2 separate regions of the Mus musculus genome follow, and region 1 is linked to region 2. Evidence: chromatin contacts called from public HiChIP or PLAC-seq data. All regions are on one chromosome and are shown on one strand. The core of a region is the stretch at or near the end of the contact, and the rest is flanking DNA. Distances in the headings are between cores, read along the strand shown. Region 1 holds the start of Ppfia1 (protein tyrosine phosphatase, receptor type, f polypeptide (PTPRF), interacting protein (liprin), alpha 1). Region 2 overlaps Cttn (cortactin).

Evidence for each region. HiChIP or PLAC-seq counts read pairs in DNA pulled down with a chosen protein or histone mark.
Region 1: a contact with region 2 is called in an HNF4G HiChIP or PLAC-seq map of pancreatic cancer cells. The contact joins the promoter of Ppfia1 here to the enhancer-like site in region 2. A contact is called at or near these places in 7 of 39 promoter capture datasets (HPC-7-derived erythroid cells, cranial neural crest, embryonic stem cells and 4 more), 3 of 484 Hi-C or Micro-C datasets (the G1E-ER4 cell line, growing oocytes and pre-megakaryocyte-erythroid progenitors), 3 of 115 datasets of contacts at active chromatin or transcription factors (CD8 T cells, the SCID.adh cell line and pancreatic cancer cells) and 3 of 9 other capture datasets (adipose tissue, liver and pancreatic islet).

The regions. Positions count from the first base shown.
Region 1 is chr7:144,551,599-144,556,843 of GRCm38.p6, forward strand. Ppfia1 (protein tyrosine phosphatase, receptor type, f polypeptide (PTPRF), interacting protein (liprin), alpha 1) reads right to left here and starts at 2,131. Exons shown (of 32, transcript NM_001195086.1): 1 at 1,921-2,131; 2 at 672-935. The coding sequence starts at 935. It also overlaps the pseudogene Gm35626.
Region 2 is chr7:144,443,338-144,448,719 of GRCm38.p6, forward strand. It overlaps Cttn (cortactin), which reads right to left. Exons shown (of 18, transcript NM_007803.5): 13 at 2,466-2,535. Among named protein-coding and RNA genes, the nearest start is that of Gm34561, 15 kb to the left of the region's middle. Within about 2 kb of position 3,949, at least 76 of the 459 cell types and tissues checked have an H3K27ac peak or open chromatin away from gene starts, as enhancers often do. A contact at or near this core is called in CD8 T cells, pancreatic cancer cells and pre-megakaryocyte-erythroid progenitors, where this site is marked.

The DNA of each region.
Region 1 (5,245 bases), core at 881-3,380, 110 kb after region 2:
TGGCTATACTGCCTTCTCCTTCCTATACCACTTAACTCCAAAAGAGGAGGCTCTAGCATACCAATCTAAATGTGATACTAAGGACACAGTAGGTATTTCAAGCTCTGAAAGTCTCATCTGCCTGGGAAGAGGAGCCTCAGGATTCAATTTTCAATCCTTTCTCCCCTGAAACAAAGTTTAGTTACAGCTCACAGATGTTCTGGAGAAAGCCTGTATAAATTTTTCCCATGAAATGAGTTCTATTTATCCACAAGATTTCCCTAGGAAATTGGAAGTCCACAAGACATAAACCAGGGATAAGATAAAAAAACCCTGAGATCCACTCCTCACAGATCCACAGCAGACAAGGACAAGTTTAAGACAGAATGGGACACTCAACACAGCTCAACTGCTTCATAGCCCCCTGTCAAAAACATTTAAGTGCTTTCCTAAATCTAGGCAGTTTCCCAAAGAGGTATGACAGTGGAGTGGTGTGGTCACATGGCTTTGGTGGATCCCCATTTTTTCCCCTAAATTGAATTCCTGAGAATTTTACCAGTGCTCAGAAAACATCAGAACCATCACTTCCCAAGTGGTTACACAAAGCAGCCAGCAAGCTAATACACTAACAAGACAGTCCTGCAGACATTTAAAGGCAGAAACCTTCCTTGATTTCAGTTTGATGGGCATACCTGTGGAAGTGCAGTATTGAGCTGCCTCTGCAAAGAATCTCTTTCATGACCAACTTCATGCAACTTCCCCTGGGTTAATGCCAGTGTTTCTTGTGTCTCTCTTAGTGTGTCCAGAAGGCGGTCCCGTTCTTCCAACATGGAAACCATGAGCTGCTCAAAATGCGAATCAGCATCTGGCTGTGAAGGGGAGCCTGACCCATGGCTCCCACCTCCTCCTGGAGGGCCTTCTGCTTCACTAATGGTCGGCATCACCTCGCACATCATCTTGAAAAAGGAACGGTACAGACCACAATCAGTAGGTGCAGAACAAGAGTTTCCACAAACCTGCAGCTTTCTGAGCACCACCTGTGGCTAATGAGAAAAAGGCTGACAGCCCCAGAGCTATCCGTGACGATCATCCACTCTGGATGCACACACTCTGGGAAGTAGCATGCACAGGTCAATATAATGAGCAGATTGGGGGAGACAGTCCTGGGAGCAAGAGGAGCTGGGATGCTCACCTCCAACCAGTGGGGGTCTGTTTAAAATCCACATTTAACAGCTGAAGACAGTTTCCTCAGGAAGAGAGATTCCAAACAGTCCCTCAACCACAGAAGAAGACTGGAAACTGACAAAACACCAGCACTATGGACCCAAGCATCCTCCAGGAATGTGTGCAGTCAGCTCCTGGGAAGGACTAGCAGGCACCCTGACTTGTGGGGCTGGATATTTGGTGATCAGCGGAAAAAGCAACTGGATTGGCTTTTTAAAGTCTGGACAGAAGTGTTTAGCAAAGGCCTGCTGCTGTGTAACGGTTGGTCAGCCAACCCAACTTACATAAGTTCACAGTCAAAGACAGGGGAAAAGAACAGAAAGAGAAAATATACCCACACTGGGAATCTAGGAAGTCGGGACAACAGGGCTAGGTTAAAAAAAAAAAAAAAAGGAGGAGGAGGAGGAAAAGGTGAGATGGAACTAGAGATTGCATGCTGTCAGGGCACAGGGTGGAGGATGAAGCAGAAGGCGCTGCAGGTGCATCTGAGCAGCACCCGCTGCCCCGGCCTGGCTCAGCTGACCCCACAGCCTCACTGCCCCCAACCTCACTTACTCTGGCCAGTCTAAGCGAACTCGGACCTAACTGCTATCAACCCGTTTTGCCAGGCTAGCCGCAACTCTGCTGGCTCTGCTGACCCCCGCACACTGACCCTGCCGACCCGGCCCCACCGACCCTGGCCCGCCACCCAGCGCGGCCCGCTCCACCCGCCCTCACCTTGGCCGGCGGGCGCGGCTCCGGGGCTATGAAGCGGCCTTCGGGCGGCGGCCGGCTGCGGGCCGACCCACGCAGCCCCGCGGCTGCGTCCTCGCCCGGCCCCCGGGCCCGCCGCCCCGCTCGTCACGAAGGCCGGCCCGCCGCCGCGGGACACTAGCGAGCGCAGAGAACCGGGCCCGGCGCGTCGCCGGCGTCAACGTGCCCGACGTCCGGCGCGTCGGCGCGAGCGTCAGCACCGCCCCCCGCGGGAGAGGTTGGCCGCGGGGCCGTGCGCATGCGCTAGATCCGCGGTAGTGGGCGGGCGGTCTATCGGGAGATCCAATTGGCTAGTCCTCGCTTTAGCCCCGCCCCCGGCAGGCCAACCCCCTGCGGAGACAGGGCGACCGTGGAAACACCGGTAAAGATCTCTGGCAGGTGTGCGCAGCTCGCAGTCCTGCTTCCGTGCTCTCACGCCAGTGTGTGTGTGTTGACGTCACCCAAACGCCGACGTCACCTGAGCACTCGCCCCCCCCCTCAAAACCCAAGACCTCTGGGGAGTCCCGCCGGACCACCTGCAAAACCGGAAAGTGCTGACAGGTCGGGCAAGGTACCTTCTACCTCTATGCCTACCCTTCAGAAGTCTGAGGCAGGAGAATTACAGCAAGGTGGAGACTCTGCCTGTAAAATACAAACAAAGGCTACTGCCATCAACCCTGACGACTGAGTTCGAACCCTAGGACCCAGAAGACCTGCAGTAGATCCTCGGAACCTACATAGTCCTGAATGTTGTCCTCTGACCTGCACACATGTATCGTGTGGGTGCATACATGTGCTCACATTCACACGCGCACACACAACAACAACAAAATGTAAGGGCTCAGTCACTCTTGCAAGTATTAGAACCTAAGTTCCATTTCCCAGACTCCACGTAAAAATAAAAAGCTAGCTGGCCTTGGTGCTACACGCCTTTATTCCCAGCACCCAGGCAGATCTCTGGGTTCAAGCTAGCCTTGTCTACATAGTGAGTTTCAGGACAGCCAGGAGTACATACTGAGACCTTGTTTTAAAACTTTTTTTTTTAATTAACGCCAATAAAATAGTCCAGAAACCAAAGCAAAATGATCATCAACCATAACTGAAAAGCCAATAAAACTTTCCAAAGGCCAAGGCAAGAATACTGTCGACTAGTATAGGCTACATAGAGAGCCAGGACAGTCAGGGTTACATGGGCAGATTCCTGTTTCAAGAAGTCAGTAATTAATTACAAAGTCAAGTTACAAGTATAACCAAGCACAATAGTGCCCACCTGAAATCCTAGCACTCAGAAAGCAGAGGCAGGCAGGCAGATCTCTGAGTTTTGCCCGATCTATATAATGAGACCTTTTTCCACAAAACAAGTCAGAATGTAAATAGAAGCAGCAAAGTCTTTAAGGACTATCAGCCACTGCACACAAGTTCTCAGTTGCCTTGATCTCAGGTTTGGATTTGAGGAAATGCTCAAGCCAGACGTGGTGGCGCACGCCTTTAATCTCAGCACTGGGGAGGCAGAGGCAGGCGGATTTCTGTGTTCGAGGCCAGCCTGGTCTTCAAAGTGAGTTCCAGGACAGCCAAGGCTATATAGAGAAACCCTGTCTCAAAAAACAAAAACAAAAACAAAAACAAAATGCTCATGTCTCCCCAGAGGTTCCTGCCAATACAGCCATCTCCTAAGAAACTGATCCAGGACCAAACACAGCTCAACAGGGCATACTGTACTGGGTCCTCTTCCACAGTCAGCACATGTATGAAGCTGGCATGGCAGAAAGCTAAAGAAAACAATGCTTCTCCAGCAAGTTTCACCACAAGCTAAGAAGCTGAGCTGCCCTTAGCAAGCAGTGCATGCTTTGCAAGATGTGTGAATGGGGAGGTGTAACCACCCTTAGCAACAGTGCATGCTTTGCAAGATGTGTGAATGGGGAGGTGTATCCGCAGAGAGATGTCATCCTGCTGGTCCCTAATGCTCAGAGCTCTTCCCCAGCTTTCTGCCTGTGGAAATCCCAGCTCCCGCTGATTGGCACCTATTCTTGCAGACCATAAATCAGCAGAGATGGATGTGAAGAACAGAAGCTACAGGACCATTGTCCCTCTGGATCGCAGAGACATGGCTAACACTCACAGTGGTTTAGTTTTTTTAATCCCATTTGTCCATGTCTCTGTGTCTGTGTATGTCTACACATGTGTATACTACAACATACATGTAAAGGCAGGAGGACAACATGCAGGAAACATTTCCATCTTTCTATCATGTGGGTCCCAAGGATTAAACTTTGGTCATTAGCCTTGGTAACAAGTGCCTTTACCTGCTGAGCCTTCTCACTGGTCCGAATTTTATTTATTTTAGAGGCGAGGGCCCTTTGAGACAGGCTAATGTGCAACTTTCCACACACTTGTCTCGACCTCCCACGTGCTGGGATGACAGATGTGTGCTATCATGCATGGCGTTGTCAGCCCCCTCTTTTTTTTTTTTTTTTTTGGAGACAGGGTTTCTCTGTGTAATTTCATGTGCTTGAGTGTCTGTCTGTCTGTCCGTAAATATATATGCACTGGAGTTACGTATAGTTGCAAGCCGCCATGCAGGTGTGGGTAATGGAAATGGACAAAGTCCTCTGCTAGAGCTCCAAGCGCTCTTAACCACTAAACCATCTCTCCAGTCCCATCCAAGCACCACACCTTTTTTGAGAAGAGGTATCAAGTGTCCTAAACTAGCTACAAAGTAGCAGAGGCTAGCTTTGAACTCCTCCTGATAAATGTCACAAGCATGTGAAGATAACCACTCACCACCACACCTGTTGCATGGCTTCTCAGTCCCAGGCTGAGGAGTTAGGTTCTAGGAGCTCCTGAAACAAAAAGGCAGTGGACCTGAGCGTCTTCAGTCCTCAGGCAGTTCCTCCTGCCTGGGCTAGACTTTATTGAAACCTTGCTCACGGGCAAGTCTGTTCTTCCTTGCTGGGAATGTGGTCTGTTTGGGTTGATCTGGAAACACAGATATCTCTAGATGGAGTGATAACAAAAACAATTTGGGGCTAAAGAGGCCACTCAGTAAAGGGCTTGCTGGGCAAGGCTGAGGACATGAGCTTCTTCCAAAAACAAAACAGAATGAAGACAAAATAAAAATCAAAACAAACAAACAAACCTGGGTTTGGCCGAGCAACTATGTAATCCCAGCCTGAGGCAGTAAAGACACTGGGATCCCTGGGGCAAACCAGAGAACAAGGTGCCAGGCCTTCCTCAGGATGACACCTACACAAGTGTCTACACACATAAAAGTCACATTTGCAAAGCCTCATCCCAAGAGCCCTGCACCCTT
Region 2 (5,382 bases), core at 2,699-5,198:
CCCAGCACTCGGGAGGCAGAGGCAGGCGGATTTCTGAGTTCAAGGTCAGCCTGGTCTACAAAGTGAGTTCCAGGACAGCCAAGGCTATACAGAGAAACCCTGTCTCAAAAAAACAAAAAACAAAAACAAAAAACAAAAACAAAAAAAAGAGAACAGACCTTGGTGGCTAGCTTTAGGAATGTACTTTAATGGTTTAGCAAGGGAGAGGAAGGGGGACAGGGAACAGGCAAGACCTGACAGAGCCATGTTTGTCATGCTTAAGCCTACTAGAGCCCTCCAGGGTCTCAACTAAACAATACCTCCATAAGCTCAGGCTTCAGCTGGGCAGGGCTGGGGCACACCTTTATTCCCAGTGTTTGGGAGGCAGAGGTAGGCAAATCTCTGGTCTATAAAATAAGTTCCTGGACAACCATGGATATACAGAAAACCCTGCCTCAAAAGCAATAAAAAAAAAAAAAAATCACGCTTCAGGTAAGCCTGTGGGGCATTTTCTTAATTAGTGATAGATGGAGGAAGGCCTAGCCCATGCTGAACCAAACCTGGGCTTGTGGTCCTGGGTTCTATAAGAAAGCAGAGACTAGAGACATGGCTCAGTGGTTAAGAGCACTGACTGCTCTTCCAGAGGTCCTGAATTCAATTCCCAGCAACCACATGGTGGCTCACAGCCATCTGTAATGGGATCCAATGCCCTCTTCTGGTGTGTCTGAAGAGAGCAACAGTGTACTCATATACATAAAATAAATAAAACTTTAAAAAGAAGAAAGAAAAGAAAGCAAGCAGGCTGAGCAAGCCGTGCTGAGCAGGCCACTATGCAGCACTCCTCCACGGCCTCTGAATCAGCTTTGGCCTGCAGGTTCCTGCCCTGCCTGAGTTCCTGTCCCAACTTCCTTCAGTGATGAACAGTGATATGAAAGCGTAAGCCAAATCAACCCTTTCCTTCCCGAGTTGTACTGGTCATGGTGTTTCATCACCGCAATGACATCCCAAACTAATACAATGATTATGACAGTTGTCATTTAAAGGGCTTACAGATGTAGGAAAGGGCTCTACAGTTGAGTTGCAGGCCTAATCCAGAGATCTGGCTGTAGTGAGAGTCCTGGAACTTTGGTTTCTTTAAAAAACACAAAAATATTACAAAAATGTTTTTGTTTTAATCCCAGGTATGGGGATATGGGGCTGTCTGTAGTAGCTGACTATGATTTGCCTCGTGCTTTAGCAGAGGCATGGTTTTGCCAGCTGCAGATAGTCTCTGTGATTGCGTGATGTGTGGAATTCTGGGAATTTTTCAGAGGGTATAAAACTGAAAGACTGCCAACAGGTAGTATTGGCCATTCAGGGGGGTGGGTGCAGTTTGCTAGTGATCATGCTCAAAGAAGAAACAAGAGGAAATAAGTTCTTAGATCTCTCTCCCTCGTTCATCCTTTGTCTCCTATCTAGTGACTGAGGTGAAAGGGGAGGGGAGGTGTTAGGGGGCGGGGATGGCGTGGGGTGGGATAGGGGTATAATAAAGGGTGGAAAAAAAGAACCCATAAAGTATCAAAGAGCAGCTACATCTAGTATTTGAAACCAGACAAGGTACAGATAGATAGCAGGCTGCTGGGTGAGCAAGCCTCCGGAAGTGTTCAGAGACCACAGCCCAGGGGAATCCCCAGCCCGGTGGAACCACAGCCCACTGGGCCTTCGAGCTCACATAGCTTCCCTGAGAGCATCCTCTGCCCTGCCTAGCACAGTCATTCCTGTTCCCTAGTAAGCCCTGAGCATGTAGGAGAAGCCCGTGGTCCTCACAATGCCACCCTGCTCAGCAACCTGACACAGACTAATTGCAAATTGCATTTTCCGTGCAAGCACCTCAGTCTCACTGCTTTAAAAGCATCCTGTTTACTCTTTCTTTCCTCTTTCTGAGACAGGGTCTCACTCTATAGTTGAAGCTGGTCCAAGCCTCAGTACGTAACCCAGGCTGATCTTGAACTTGTGGCAATCCTCCTGCCTCAGTCTCCCAAACGCTGAGATGATGTCATATCCCACCATACCTGGACCCTTGTAAATGTGAGACACAGAAGATATCAATAAAACAAGTGGTGCCTCCAGAGGCCTTTGCAAAAGGTGCTGATGGCTTTCATAATGGACCCAAGAACTGATCCTGTGTCTTCAGTGGCCAATGGTCACCACCTCCTGATGTGCTTTGAAATTTCTATCCTATATACAAATGCACTCTCTAGATGATTCTCACTCCTCACAAACCCAGTAGACACCTGAAAGGACATGTTTCTGAGCCACTGGTCAAAGCTGTGGGTGAGAGAAGTAGGCTCAGGGCATACACGTAGGCTGCTCTCAGAACCTGGTCTCCAGCACCTCTCACCAATACCCCACAGGTAAGGCCTTCCCCTCAGTCATGCCTGGGGCACCACGGGGCACCAACACTGTACCCCACATAGCCACAGTGCTTTCAGACTGCCAGGACTCACCGGCCTCAATGGGGACAGTCTTCTGATAGGCAGATGGCACCTGGACCACTTCTTCAAAGGTGGATGCATTCTATGGAGACAGAGAGGAATCAGGGAGTACTATCCCCGCTCCTTCACAGCCAGGGCAGCTGTAACCTAGAGAATATGGGCCTTCCCCAGCTTTCAAAACACCCCCACAACAGAGAGCTCTTGCCCCATCCTGCACTCCACAGTCACTGGGTCTCGGCTCCCCTTCCACAGACATACTGATGATCCTGCAGGTGCATGCTCCTGAACTTAGACCATGAGTCATTGTGAGGCTCTGTGGGTCACAGGGTCACCTTACCAGGCCCCTCCTTGCTCTTCTGTAGGCTCTCTCAGCTTCCCACACCTCAACCATGCTTACAGGCTCCAGAATTACTCTGGTAGGGACAGAGGAAGTCAGTGGCCGACCTAAGCATGGGCTGACAGGTCTCTTGACACCAACAACAGCCCTAGCCATGTGGCTTCTAAAAAGAACCTCAGGGTTCAGGACATTCACTAGTCCCAACACATACCACACGAAGGGAGACTGAAGGTGGTCCAGGGGCCTCTCCCCAGTGAAAGTAGTGTCCTTCAACTACGTTGATTCCAATGGGCTACTCTCAGTGTGACCTGCCCCACCAGCCCCTGTCCATCTCCCTTCCACAGGGAAGCTGAGACCATGGGAGATGAACCCTGCCTGATCTCCCATAAGCCACTCTCAGCTGAGGGCCCTCAGAGCTGGGCCCACCTTAGCTGCTCTCACCACCCCTTTTCTTCTTCCCAGACACCCCGCCCCTAAACCTGACCCTAGCCTGCTCTTTCAGAACAACCCTCACCTAGCTGTTTAGGAGGCTCCTGTCTGATCTGCAATTGCCTGGAGGAGCCCTGATCCATCTCCACACCCTCTGCTCCCTTCTCTCACTCCTGCCTTCCAGATCACAACACCCCCTTTTTTCTAAAGTGTGCTGGGGTAACACCTAGGGCCTTCCCAACCCTAAGCCAGCCTCACCTCTGAGGCTCGCTCAGCCCCAGTCCAGCTTCTTGATCGCAATTCCACTTTCCTGAGTCTCCCCCCGTCCTCAGCCCTTGATCCATCCTGCCAAGTCAGCCCTCACTCTGGCCCTTTCTCCACAGAACCTGGCTCTGGAGCCCAAGGGTGGCCACTCTTGTCCGTGGACAACTTGCAGCTGCCCAAGGCACCACAGAGGAACACTTTTCCTGTCCAGGAGAGGACAGGCTGGTATCGAGGTTACCACCTTATCCTAGTCACTATCGGGATGAACACTGCTCTCAGAACAGCCTCGTGGCATAGCTGGGCCTTGATCCTGCCCACAGTTCCCTGGGCATCTCCATAGGACAATAGACAGGGAGAGAATGGCCATGCCTGGCTGGCAGGAGGTGGGGAGACGAGACAATGCTAACCACATCATTTCCTGACTACGAGTGCACAAGGTCAGTGGTCGCCATCTTTACCATCACTGTTAACCACAGACACCACAACTTCCTCAATGCCAGCCTCTGACTAACACACTTAGTTCCTTATGTCTTCTGCAACAGGGCTCTCAGCCACCACACACCTGGTCTCCTGCCACCTTACCCAGCCTCCTTGCTCAGTCTATTCCAACTGGCAGAGGTAAAACCCTGAGGGGTGCCCCTCAGCATGCTGCATGGCCCTCCCCTGCCACTGAGGCAGCCTTGCAGCATCCTGGCTGCCTAAGGCCTTATCACTCTCATCTTCTCTACCCAAGTCCCCCAACTCTGCAAGCCTCCACCACTGCCTGGAATCACACCAAGCCCGCCCTCTGCTCTGTCGAGTGCTGGGTTACAGGTGTGTGCAGCTGTGCCCGGACTCAGGCTCCTTCAGTAAAGGCTGAATGTTCCATAGGCTTCCCCCACAGCAGGAAATAGAATCGCCACCCTCACTCTTCCATATCTGCAATGACCTTGTTCCCAAAGCAGGCTCCTGTCCCATCCTCTGCTTTGTCACTGACCATCTGCCCTCAAACCTCAGCCCAGGGACCAGTGAGAGGGTTCACTGGGTAGAGGCACTTGCCTCCAAGCCCAGTGTCCCGAGTTCAAACCCTGGGACCCACATGGTAGAAACCAACTCACACAAGCTGTCCTTTGACTACCAAGTATACTTGGTGGCACATACACATATACATGCATACACACAATGAGTTTGTTTTTGTTTTGGAGACAGGGTTTCTCTGTAAAGGCCTGGCTATCCTGAAACTCTCTGTAGATCAGACTGGCCTTGAACTCAGGGATCTGCCTGCCTCTGCAACCTGAGTACTGGGATTCAAGGTGTGCACACCACCTGACTACATATCATCATTCTTAAACTCAGTTCATCTTGCTTCCTCAGGGCCAGTTAGCACAAGCCACCAGCTTTGCTCTAGGGGTCTCCTGTGAGATACCCTGGTGACCTGGGAGATGCCCAGGATGAAGCCAACCACAGTGAGCTGAGTCTAAAGGAAGAACAACTCAGGGGATGACCCAGGCACGCCATGTGTGACCACAGTCAAGGGCAGGAAGGAACATTGGCATCTGTGCAGTTGAGAGTATGCAGCTCACCTCAGGCAGAGGAAAGCAGCCCCTGCCAGACCACTGGAGAACCCACAGAGCTGTCTAGCAATAGCTTTCCCCACCACTGGCTGACATACTAGAAAAACAACTTTCACCAGCTCACAGCTGACCTTACAGGGTTCTGGAACTGATTAAAAGCAACAACAGGCTGATGAGGGGATCTGGAGAGAAGGAGCAATCTGTTACCACAGGAACACGCTTTCATGACTAAAAGACAAAGCTGGACAGGATGGCACTGGCCACCAATGCCAGACCCCGAAGGCCGAGGCAGAAGCACCTCAAGTCCCAGGCCTGCCTGGGTGGCACAGCAGGACCCTATCTGAAG